2 separate regions of the Macaca mulatta genome follow, and region 1 is linked to region 2. Evidence: chromatin contacts called from public Hi-C data. All regions are on one chromosome and are shown on one strand. Each heading gives the region's core, a stretch centred on a gene start, on an enhancer-like site or on the middle of the called end of the contact. The rest is flanking DNA. Distances are from core to core; before and after follow the strand shown.

Region 1 (5,722 bases), core at 496-2,995, 410 kb before region 2:
AAGGCCCTGAGGCAGGAGGAAAGAACTTTGAGTCTGTGGTAGTTGCACACTGCTGGCCCATGGGATAAGTTTAATTTGTAAATATTTTTCTGTTTTTTTGGCTCACAGACTCTTTTGTAAAGATTTGAGCCCCAAAGAGTAAATATTCTGATTTCAAGCTCCTCTTGAATCATCAAATGATGTGGCAACTCTGGGTCCTCTGGGCTTCATGGCTGCAATACAAGTGCTTGTATCTGGCCAGTATTTTTTGTTTGTTTGTTTGTTTTGGTTATGAGATGGAGTCTCGCTCTGTCGCCCAGGCTGGCGTGCAGTGGCGTGATCTCGGCTCACCGCAACCTCTGCCTCTCGGGTTCAAGCGATTCTCCTGCGTCAGCCTCTCGAGTAGCTGAGACTACAGGCATGTGCCACCACACCCAGCTAATTTTTGTATTTTTAGTAGAGACGAGGTTTCACTGTGTTAGCCAGGATGGTCTTGATGCTGGGATTACGGACACGAGCCACCACATCCAGCGGTGTCTGGCCAGTTTAAGTGGGGCACACACTGTCCATTTCATCAGTCTTCCTACTCCTAATTGTCTCCCTAACATCAAAGTGAGGCTTCAGTTATTGTTTATCATCATATTTGCACTGTTGCTTTTCTTCTAGTGGAGAATCGTTTCTTGATATTGTTGTCTCCACCAAAAATTAAAGATAGACCAAGAGGATCATGTGCTTTTCCTCAAACTCAGTGTGTGCCATTCATGTACTTTATTGGTCGGTGACTGTGGGCATTTAAATTTCCCCCGCTCTTACTTTGGAGGAAACAGAATAAAGGCCCATAAGGTGTCTCGCTATGTAACTGTCTAAAATCTGTTGACTGTTTTCTCTACTACCAATGCTTGGTGAGAATGGGAAGTGAACTCTACCCCCTGGGTAGGCAGGGAGAGCTGAATATCTCATGGATTTTATAGTCAAAGATATAAAAAAACCCTAGCTCTACTCTTCTAAAATGTAAGACTGCATCTGTTTTTATTTGCTACTCAATTTATTATGAATTTATACTATATTAAGCAAAACAGATCTCCAGATCCCCTGCCCTGGAGAACATACGTTACTCATTTTTTTCTTTGTCAGAGAAATTAATCTTGCCATCTCCAAACCCTTGTTTCTTACCTATTAGCAAGACATTAAAAATTAATCGTGAATGTTTCCTAAACACGTATAAACACATCACGTAAGTGCAAGTATCTCTGGTATCATGAAGAGTCCTGGTCTGTGACCTAAGAAACAGTTTGCAGTTAGTTTTGCACAGTTAATATGTTACCCAAAGATATGCCACATATTCAGAGCACTAGAGGAACTCACTGGGGGAGCTTGTGAAGCATTTTGTAAAGCAAAGACCTTGAAGGTAATATGCAAAGTCACTCAATATATTCTTTTTGTAAGAACGGAGTATTCTATTAGGAATTAATACAGCGCCTTTGCATTATATATGTGCTATGATGCCTAAAATGTCAGTTTCCTTATATGTAACCAAAATTACTAATGGATTTCTATTCATGTTTGCCTTATGCATCCTGGTCTACAGTTTTTCTCTTGCTTGCTTTTCTTCTTTTTGCCATGTGTCACAAGCCCTGCTACACATCAACTCTTCAGCTTAAACTCAACCAGCAGAGGGTACTGTTCGAGCACTTTAAATGAACTCCTCATCTTTGTCTTCTTTTCCAAAGAGAACAATATCGGAATAATAGGCTGGGATGATATTCAATAGGCAAGATGCTGGCAAGAGAGTATGCATCAGTGATCAGGTTTCAGTATCACTTTGCAGAAAAATCCCTTTGTTCTCTGCTGTACAAAAGGACATTCCTTGCAAAATGCACATACAGTTTCTGGTGATAAACACATGTGTTTAAAGGTAGATGAAGGGCATGCTGGTGGTAGAGTGGAATCTGCTTCTAAATTTACTAAAGACTTGTATCCCTTTTAGGCTTGGGGTTCTGAATCAAGATATCAGCCCCACGTGTTCTCGGCTTACTGGTAAATGATCATGAATAATTCCGGTAGTAGCAAATGACATAATAAAATAATCAGGCATTCCCTGCCCTTTGTAGATCAATGAGCACAGATGTCTCCAAATGGAAGAGGGTACTGGAGAACACTTTACATCTTGTTGGGTTTGAACATTAGAGAATTAAAGGCTGTTTATCAAAATAAAGTGAGCATCTCCCTGTTCTGAAATCATGTTCAGCATTAAACATATTGTAGAAGAACACTTTGTCACTTAAATTTTACATACATTTGATCAACTGTATCTAAGAGTGGATTGCACATATCTTAGGAACATTTGTATACTTGAGTTTTTATATTAACCATTTAAACACTTTATCAAAATGAGAAAATTCCATATGATAACAATAACAAAAGACAAAAGCACTCCAGCTGAAGAGTAATCGTTCCTGTCCCAGTCTTCTTATCCTGAATGTCTCTCCACATATGTAACTTTTAATTTTTATAGCATGTTTTGGTTAGCAACCTCTCTGTCTCTGAATAATATGCTTACATTGATAACTCTTGAGTTATTAGTTTTATATATATTTGTTTTCCTACACTGACAGATGAGAATGTAACTTAAATCACTCAATATCTCCTGTTAGTCATATTTCTATTTTAGATCTTTATTGATTATCTGAGGAGAACATTTGTTCCTTTAACAGCAAGCAATTTATCATGAGTCCTCATTTTTTCATTCCGTATCTGCCACTTCCATCTCCCAATAAAAAGGCATTCTCCCTTTTTCTTGAGCATCTAGTATTGCCGACGTGAAATGTAATGCCAGCTTGATCCTCATTCTTTGGCAGATGGTCTGCTTTTCCTTTCTGCTTTTTTCTCGCAGCCATGATCCTAGATGGAGGTCTTCTTACAGCCACTGGCAAGCTCTTCTGATCTGAAATCTTGGCTTTCAGCTATACGAACTCTCCTGTATCATTCAAATTAACAATTTGCTTCCCTCCGTTTTTGCTGTTCCTGTACAATGTTGAGATGATAAGATTTGCCTTCTGCTCTCTAATTGTAATTCCACCATCTTTGTCTGAAACTTTGTAAATCAATAAATAGTGTTTACATGGGGACTCAAAACCGTATTGTTTATCACAGTGTCAAAAAGTATACTCACATATTTCCTGTTTTGTACAGCTTTTAATTTTTCTGAAGTTGCGAGCTAGCTTTTAAAAATTACTATTTGCTCTTGTGACATGCTCAACATTTTTGTCCATGGAGTCAGAGATTTGGTTCAAAATTTTCCAGAAACTTCCTTCTTCTGAAGCTACTTCAGGAAGAGTGCTTCATCCTGTTATTCTTGTCTGTACTTGTTGTCTAGGCCTCCTATACAACTGTCTCTGCTTTGTTGGGTTGCTTTCCTTATTTGTGGAACTCCAGCCTTTTGTTGGAACTCCAGGAGTTGACTAAGAAACTGTATGTGAGATGCAACTTTTCTGATTCTTTGATTGTGTGAAGATCAGTACACGCAAGTGTGATCTATGTTCACACCTGTGTAGTAATTTAATTAGGTATAGCGAATGTAGTTTAAAAATATATTTTCCTCAGAATTTTAAAGGCATTATTCCTTTTTCCTGAGCACTTAGTATTGCTGATGTGAAATTTAATGACAGTTTGATTCTCATTCTTTTTCAGATGACATGATCTGCTTTTCCTTTCTGCTTTTTGCTTTGAGCCATGATCATAGGTGGAAGTCGTTTTACAGTCACTGGTGGGCTCTTCCAATCTGAAATCTTAAGGCTTTCAAATGAACAGAATCTCTTGTATCATTCAGATTAGCAATTTGCTTCCCTCCAGTTTTGTTACTTATTTTGCATAATTCCTATTATCTGTTAGTCTTCCTGGTCTTTTTTTTTTTTTTAACAGTAAAATAGTAACCAATATTATCTATTTTTAAAAAATACTTTAAGTTCTAGGATACATGGGAAGAACGTGCAGACAGGTTTGTTACATAGGTATACACGTGCCATGGTGGTTTGCTGCACCCACCAACCTGTCCTCTGCATTAGGTATTTCTCTTAATGCTATCCCTCCCCCAGGTCCCCACCTGCCGACAGACTCTGGTGTGATGTTCCCCGCCCTGTGTCCATGTGTTCTCATTGTTCATCTCCCACTTATGAATGAGAACATGTGGTATTTGGTTTTCTGTTCCTGTGTTAGTTTGCTGAGAATGATGGTTTCCAGCTTCATCCATGTCCCTGCACAGGACATGAACTCATTGTTTTTTATGGTTGCATAGTATTCCATGACATATATGTGAAACATTTTCTTTATCCAGTCTATCATTGGTGGGCATTTGGGTTGGTTCCAAGTCTTTGCTATTGTGAACAGTGCTGCAATGAACATATGTGTGCGTGTGTCTTTATAGTAGAATGATTTATAATCCTTTGGGCATATACCCAGTAATGGGATTGCTGGGTCAAATGGCATTTTAGTTCTAGATCCTTGAGGAATTGCCAGACTGTCTTCCACAATGGTTGAACTAGTTTACAGTCCCACCAACAGTGTAAAAGCGTTCCTATTTCTCCTCATCCTTTCTAGCATCTGTTGTTTCCTGACTTTTTAATGATCGCCATTCTAACTGGTGTGAGATGGTGTTTCACTGTGATTTTGATTTGCATGTCTCTAATGACCAGTGATGAGCTTTTTTTTCATATGTTTATTGGCCACCTTAATGTCCTTTTGAGAAGTGTCTGTTCATATCCTTCACCCACTTTTCGATGTTTTTTGTTGTTGTTGTTTTGTTTTGTTTGTAAATTTGTTTACGTTCTTTGTACATTCTGGATATTAGCCCTTTGTCAGATGGGTAGATTGCAAAAGTTTTCTCCCATTCTGTAGGTTGCTTTTTCACTCTGATGACAGTTTCTTTTGCTGTGCAGAAGCTTTTTAATTAGATCCCATTTGTCAATTTTGGCTTTTGTTGCCACTGCTTTTCATTCAGGACATAGGCATGGGCAGACTTCATGACTGGTTTGATCTTTTTGTCTATTTTTTATTTCGTCTTCTGGGTGACTTTTGTGATTTTTTCAAATGTATTTCTCTTTTTTATGTTGGCAATCATATTTTTAAAATCAAACCTTTTAAATCTCAGTTTGTTCATTTTTCAGAGTATCCAGTTCTTGCCTAATGAAAGCATCGTATTCTTGAATCTTTCTAAGGATGTTGGAATTTCTGCAAAAAATTTTTTTTTTTTTTTGTAATATGGCTTTCTGTTTTGTAATCAGCTTTTCTTGTTTGTCTTGATTACAGTGTCTCATATTCAGAAGTTTTTCCAAGTGTATGGGAATATTTGGTTTTCTGTTGACATTTTAGGGCAAAGCAAATGCCATGACTGGGGTTGTAACTTACGTTGTGGTGAAATCAGCTGTTTCATAAGTAGACTTTTGATGGACTTCCTCTGCATTTTAGCCTTATATCTCACTCCCACTCCTGTGGTATTTCAGTTTTCACATTTCTGAGCATCTCAGTGGTTCTTCTAGGCAACCTGTCTCCATAGGTGTCACTAACCATCCACCCCCTTTATTTTGCTCTAAGCTAACCCCTTTGGATGCTTTTCACCTGTTAGCATGTCTCCACTTTGCATCTGGGGTTGTTGAAAAAAAATTATTGAAATCTTTTATCAGTTTATGTCCATTTCTTATTTTACCTTATGGATTTGAACCTATTTGTATTCCTTTACTAACATTTT
Region 2 (5,310 bases), core at 1,705-4,204:
GAATGTGCCTTCAGGGAAAGGGCGGGTCCAACTGGGGAAACAATATCTAATAGTTGTGCTTTTATTTGTCGACTTATTTTAAAACCCAGGCTCATTTTTTTGAATTTGTTTTGACAGCATTCCTAAGATTTTTAATACTTTGATTAGAAATGTTCTAAGTTTTAGAAATTAATTAGACAGGCCTGGCGTGGTGGCCCACGCCTGTAATCCCTAAACTTTGGGAGGCCGAGGCGGGTGGCTCACCTGAGATCAGGAGTTTGAGACCAGTCTGGCCAACATGGTGAAACACCATCTCTGCTAAAAATACAAAATTTAACCAGGTGTGGTGGTGCATGCCTGTAATCTCAGCTACTCAGGAGGCTAAGGCAGGAGAATCACTTGAACCCGGGAGTCGGTGGCTGCAGTGAGCTAAGATCGTGCCACTGCACTCCAGCCTGGGTGACTGAGTGAGACTGTGTCTCAAAAAAAAAAAAAAAAAAAAATTTCATAAATTACTATCAAATTGCATGATAATAACACAGTACTTGGGAGAGCCTTGGTAAACTTAGCATAACACAGAAAGCACCTTTATAATTCAAAAAGTGTCAAGAAATACCTGCTTGTTTCCCAGATGGGAAGGGCCTGACAAAACTTCCAGAAAATGTGACTAAACGTATATATGTCAGGAATTGAAAACTATTAGCAATTAACATTCTGCACCATCTAAGACTTGTGTTTAAGACTAATGTTTATTTCCAGTTTTTTTTCCTGAGTACTCTCTAGATTTCCCAGGTTAAAAATTGCTATAGTTTCTCAAATCAATTTGTCTCCTAATGGGATGATTTAAGGTGGGAAACACACATATACAATAAAAAAAAACTCAGGGCGGGAAGTAACTCTCCCTGAGTCTGTGGATTAAACTTTCTGTTAACCCTGTTCAACTGGTTTTATAAGGCTTTCAGAAGGGGTCCTGCTGCTGCTAGTGCAGGCAGTTAAAAATAGTGTGGAGAACAAGGGCTTGGGGGAAGTCTGAGTCCAATCCTAGCATTTTGTTGATTTAATATTTCTGTGTTTTAGATGAGTCAATTTAAGCACATGACCGAGAGGCCAAGTTGGAGACCAGGTTTGGAAGAGAAAAACTTTTACTTGACTTCTAATTTGTACTCAGTGACACATGAACGACAATGTAAGTGAACGCAGGGAACTAAGGATGGGTCAGGTTAGGTGGGAGACCAGGAGTTCTTATTCTAATGTTACAGTAATTTCATGAATTTTCTTTTGCTTCTCTATCTTCTTTTTGAGTTGTAAAAGAGGTTTCATGCCTTCAGTGAAATTGTTATTATTTTTAAGCATAGTTCTATCTGAAAAGTTCTAGAAGAAAAAACCCACTATCTTTAATTTTTTCACACGTAACTATTTAGTTATGTGTCCTAATGAAAAAATCTAGAAGTTATTTTTTCAAATCGAGTTTTACATATTTTTAAACAATAAAACGTTTTATCCTGTTTTATAATGTCATATTTTTGCTTCATTTCTATATCCTTTAGCTCAGTATTAAAAAGAAAAAAAAAAACTCAAAGTGGTGTGTTTTGCAATATTGATGACCAACTAAGGTCGGGATATTTATTTCCATCTGGTAGAGTTCAACTTCTGCCTCCTGTTTGCTTTCTCCATCTGCCTGCCTCCCTTCATCTTTTTTTTCTCTTTTCCCCCTTCTCCTTAATGGAGTTGGGGTTAACCCTGTCCTAGGCCTAATCATTTTAGCAGGCTCCCGCCTTCCTGCTACACTGGTTTCTAAGTTTTTTTTTTTTTTTTTGGTAGGGTTTCAAATAAACTTAAAATGTCTACACTTAATACTTTCACAAGCTTCAAATTCTTTTTATTTTATTTTTATAAAGAGCAGGACTCAGGCTAGGAGGGCATTTGGACTAGGTAAAAAAGAAAAATCTTTGGTTTTGTGTACACAAATTTTAAAATACATTGTACAGATTTTTTTTTTTTTTTTTTTGGATACAGACCACTCTTTACAGGATCTGCGTTATTATATTTGCCTTCAGTAACTGGCTCTCCTGTCCGCATCCAGTAAGGTTTCCACTCTTCTCTTCATTGACTGGTGAAGTTACTGAAACAGCAACCACAAATGGCCTTACTAACCTACTTATTTTGCAATTACACTTTTACAAAGATATCCCACTACTCTTCCCCTAGGGTGGAGCAGAAACGGCTCCGCGGCGTTGGCAGCTCGTTTGCGAGGGACCCTGGCTCCCCGAGGCTGCAGTCTTTTTCCCTGGACTGAACGCCCCGCGGGACCGTTCCCTCCACTTTCCCCCGCACTCGCGGAGCGCACCGCCAGCACACACAGCGCTGGAGCCCGCATCGCCCGGCACCACACGCGCCTCCGGCTTGAGGAGCCAGTCACCGAGATCCGGAGCGGGAACGAGATGTAAACACGGAGTGGGAACATGCAGCCCGATCTGAGAAGGCGGCGCGAGAGTAGACACAGCCTGCGCCAGGCGGCTCTTATTTATCCAGCACTTACACTCCAGGGCAAGCGGGCCCAGGCAGCGCACTCTTGCAGAAGGATGCACTGGCGCAGAGCCTGGACCTGCTGAAGCGGGAAGGCGGAGCTAGGGCTGGGGGCGGAGCTTTCACACGCGCACCCTCGCTTCCCTCCGTCCTTCGACACAGCAACTGGGTCTCCAGCCGCCACTCCGGGTTTATTTGTTTACAAGCGGATTACGTCAGCTCCTCCCTCTCTTCCCTGTCTCTGGACCCGCCTCCTGGACTCTTTTCCCGCCCCTTTCGGCCCCGAACCGGCTTGCGTCACAATGGTGCGATATTCGGATTGGCTGGGGTCGGCCGTCACGCTCCAGCTACGCCACTTCCTTTTCGTGGCACTATAAAGGGTGCTGCACGGCGCCTGCATCTCTTCGCCCCTTGGAGCTGGAAATGCGATTCTTGAGATATTCGGATGCTGGGGAGCTGGAGGCGGAGGCGGCTGGGGAGGTCCGAGCGATGTGACCAGGCCGCCATCGCTCGTCTGTTCTTCTCTCCTGCCGCCTCCTGTCTCGAAAATAACTTTTTTAGTCTAAAGAAAGAAAAAAAAAAGTAGCCGTCTGCCCCTCACGCCCTCTCTTCCTCTCAGCCTTCTGCCCGGTGAGGAAGCCCGGGGTGGCCGCTCCGCCGTCGGGGCCGCGCCGCCGAGCCCCGGCCGCCCCGGGCCGTCCCCGCACGCCGCCCCCATGCATCCCTTCTACACCCGGGCCGCCACCATGATAGGCGAGATCGCCGCCGCCGTGTCCTTCATCTCCAAGTTCCTCCGTACCAAGGGGCTCACGAGCGAGCGACAGCTGCAGACCTTCAGCCAGAGCCTGCAGGAGCTGCTGGCAGGTGAGCAGGGCGAGGGCGTCGGAGGGACGCGGGCCCCACATCCCTGGGTCAGAGTCCGGCCGTCGGGGCTGCGGGAACCTCGGCAGCGCCCCGGGGCCGGTCGCGCTTGGGCCCCACCGCGGGACCGGTGTGGTCGCGCTGGGTGGCCGCTAACAGCGGCTCCCCGCGAGGCTTTGGGGGCTGGACGGAGGGCGCCCCCTCCCCCCAGTTGGCAAAACGGAGTGGAGAAGAAAACACGCACAACAAAGAAACTTAAACCCACCGAGGCGGGAGCTGCGGTCCGTGGACCGTCGGCGGATTTGGGGACAAAGGAGCCGCGGGGCTGGGGTGGGTTCGACGCCCCCTTCCCTCAGTCCTCTCCAACCGTTGCGTGGTCGGCGGCCCAGCCCCGGGGTGGGAAGCCGCGCCACTGCTCCGGAGCCAGCTCAGAACGGACGTGCAGTCTCCCCGCGCCTCCTGCTCCTGCCCATTAATCATCGGATTTGTCACCGGCACAATTACAGCCCTTCCCAGAGCGTGGTTTAGGGTTGCTTGTTTTTCTTCCCTTCGGGGTTAACAGTCCGATGGCGCTTCTCATCTCCAAAGCCACCAACTCCATTGTGTGCATCTGGGGTGGGGTGGAGAAAGTAAACAGTTTCTCGCCTGGCCATAGGTGCCACTGGCTTCCCGGCTGGCCGAGGCTGCGCGCCTGATTCCTGTTTTGGCGGCTCAACCAGTTGGTTCCTGGAGATTGTTTTGTCCCGTACTACTGCGTTATTTCTAAAACCCTGCCCGCTTTTTCTCCATCCCCGCACATACACAACAACGGATGCAATCCTGGACATTTTAAAAAGTTGATAGTTTTCATTTTCGCTCCTCAAGGGATCCTGGGGTAGGAGGAAATCACACTGGGAGCTAACGATCCTAATTGTTGTTTCTCTGTTCTTCTTTTTTTCTATAGAACATTATAAACATCACTGGTTCCCAGAAAAGCCATGCAAGGGATCGGGTTACCGTTGTATTCGCATCAACCATAAAATGGATCCTCTGATTGGACAGGCAGCACAGCGGATTGGACTGAGCAGTCAGGAGCTGTTCAGGCTTCTCCCAAGTGAACTCACACTCTGGGTTGACCCCTACGAAGTGTCCTACAGAATTGGAGAGGATGGCTCCATCTGTGTGCTGTATGAAGCCTCACCAGCAGGAGGTAGCACTCAAAACAGCACCAACGTGCAAATGGTAGACAGCCGAATCAGCTGTAAGGAGGAACTTCTCTTGGGCAGAACGAGCCCTTCCAAAAACTACAATATGATGACTGTATCAGGTTAAGATATAGTCTGTGGATGGATCATCTTATAATGATGGATAAATTTGATTTTTGCTTTGGGTGGGCTCCTCTTGGGGATGGATTATGGAATTTAAACCATGTCACAGCTGTGAAGATCTGGCACAAGATAGAATGGTAAAAAAAAAATTTTTTAAGTGACAGTGCCATAGTTTGGACAGTACCTTTCAATGATTAATTTTAATAGCCTGTGAGTCCAAGTAAATGATCACTTTATTTGCTAGGGAGGGAAGTCCTTAGGGTGGTTTCAGTTTCTCCCAGACACACCTGAATTTTTACATCAGTCCCTTTAAAGAAAATCTGTATTTCAAAGAACCTTTCTCTGCAGTAAATCTCGCAGAGGAATTTGCACTATTACACTTGAAAATTGTTACTGTTAACCTTTTTGGCAGCTCAATAGGAAAGCTGAACGTTTTAAACATGGTAGTACTGGAAATTTTACAAGACTTTTACCTAGCACTTATGTATAAATGTACATAAAGACAAACTAGTAAGCATGACCTGGGGAAATGGTCAGACCTTGTATTGTGTTTTTGGCCTTGAAAGTAGCAAGTGACCAGAATCTGCCATGGCAACAGGCTTTAAAAAAGACCCTTAAAAAAGACACTGTCTCAACT

The links. A called contact is a pair of places that touch in the nucleus more often than the background predicts.
Region 1: a Hi-C map of fetal cortex germinal zone shows a contact between it and region 2, with 6 times the contacts expected there. The contact joins the enhancer-like site here to the promoter of BTG1 in region 2. A contact is called at or near these places in 4 of 14 Hi-C or Micro-C datasets (fetal cortex germinal zone, fetal cortical plate, fibroblasts and 1 more).

What each region holds. Positions count from the first base shown.
Region 1 is chr11:99,877,639-99,883,360 of T2T-MMU8v2.0, reverse strand. No RefSeq gene overlaps it. Among named protein-coding and RNA genes, the nearest start is that of PLEKHG7, 130 kb to the left of the region's middle. Within about 2 kb of position 1,745, at least 7 of the 40 cell types and tissues checked have an H3K27ac peak or open chromatin away from gene starts, as enhancers often do. A contact at or near this core is called in fetal cortex germinal zone, where this site is marked.
Region 2 is chr11:99,469,358-99,474,667 of T2T-MMU8v2.0, reverse strand. BTG1 (BTG anti-proliferation factor 1) reads left to right here and starts at 2,954. Exons shown (of 2, transcript NM_001266672.1): 1 at 2,954-3,369; 2 at 4,310-5,310. The coding sequence starts at 3,222. The coding sequence ends at 4,677. LOC144332708 reads left to right here and starts at 338. Exons shown (of 2, transcript XM_077953222.1): 1 at 338-1,165; 2 at 2,188-2,859. The coding sequence starts at 1,057. The coding sequence ends at 2,426.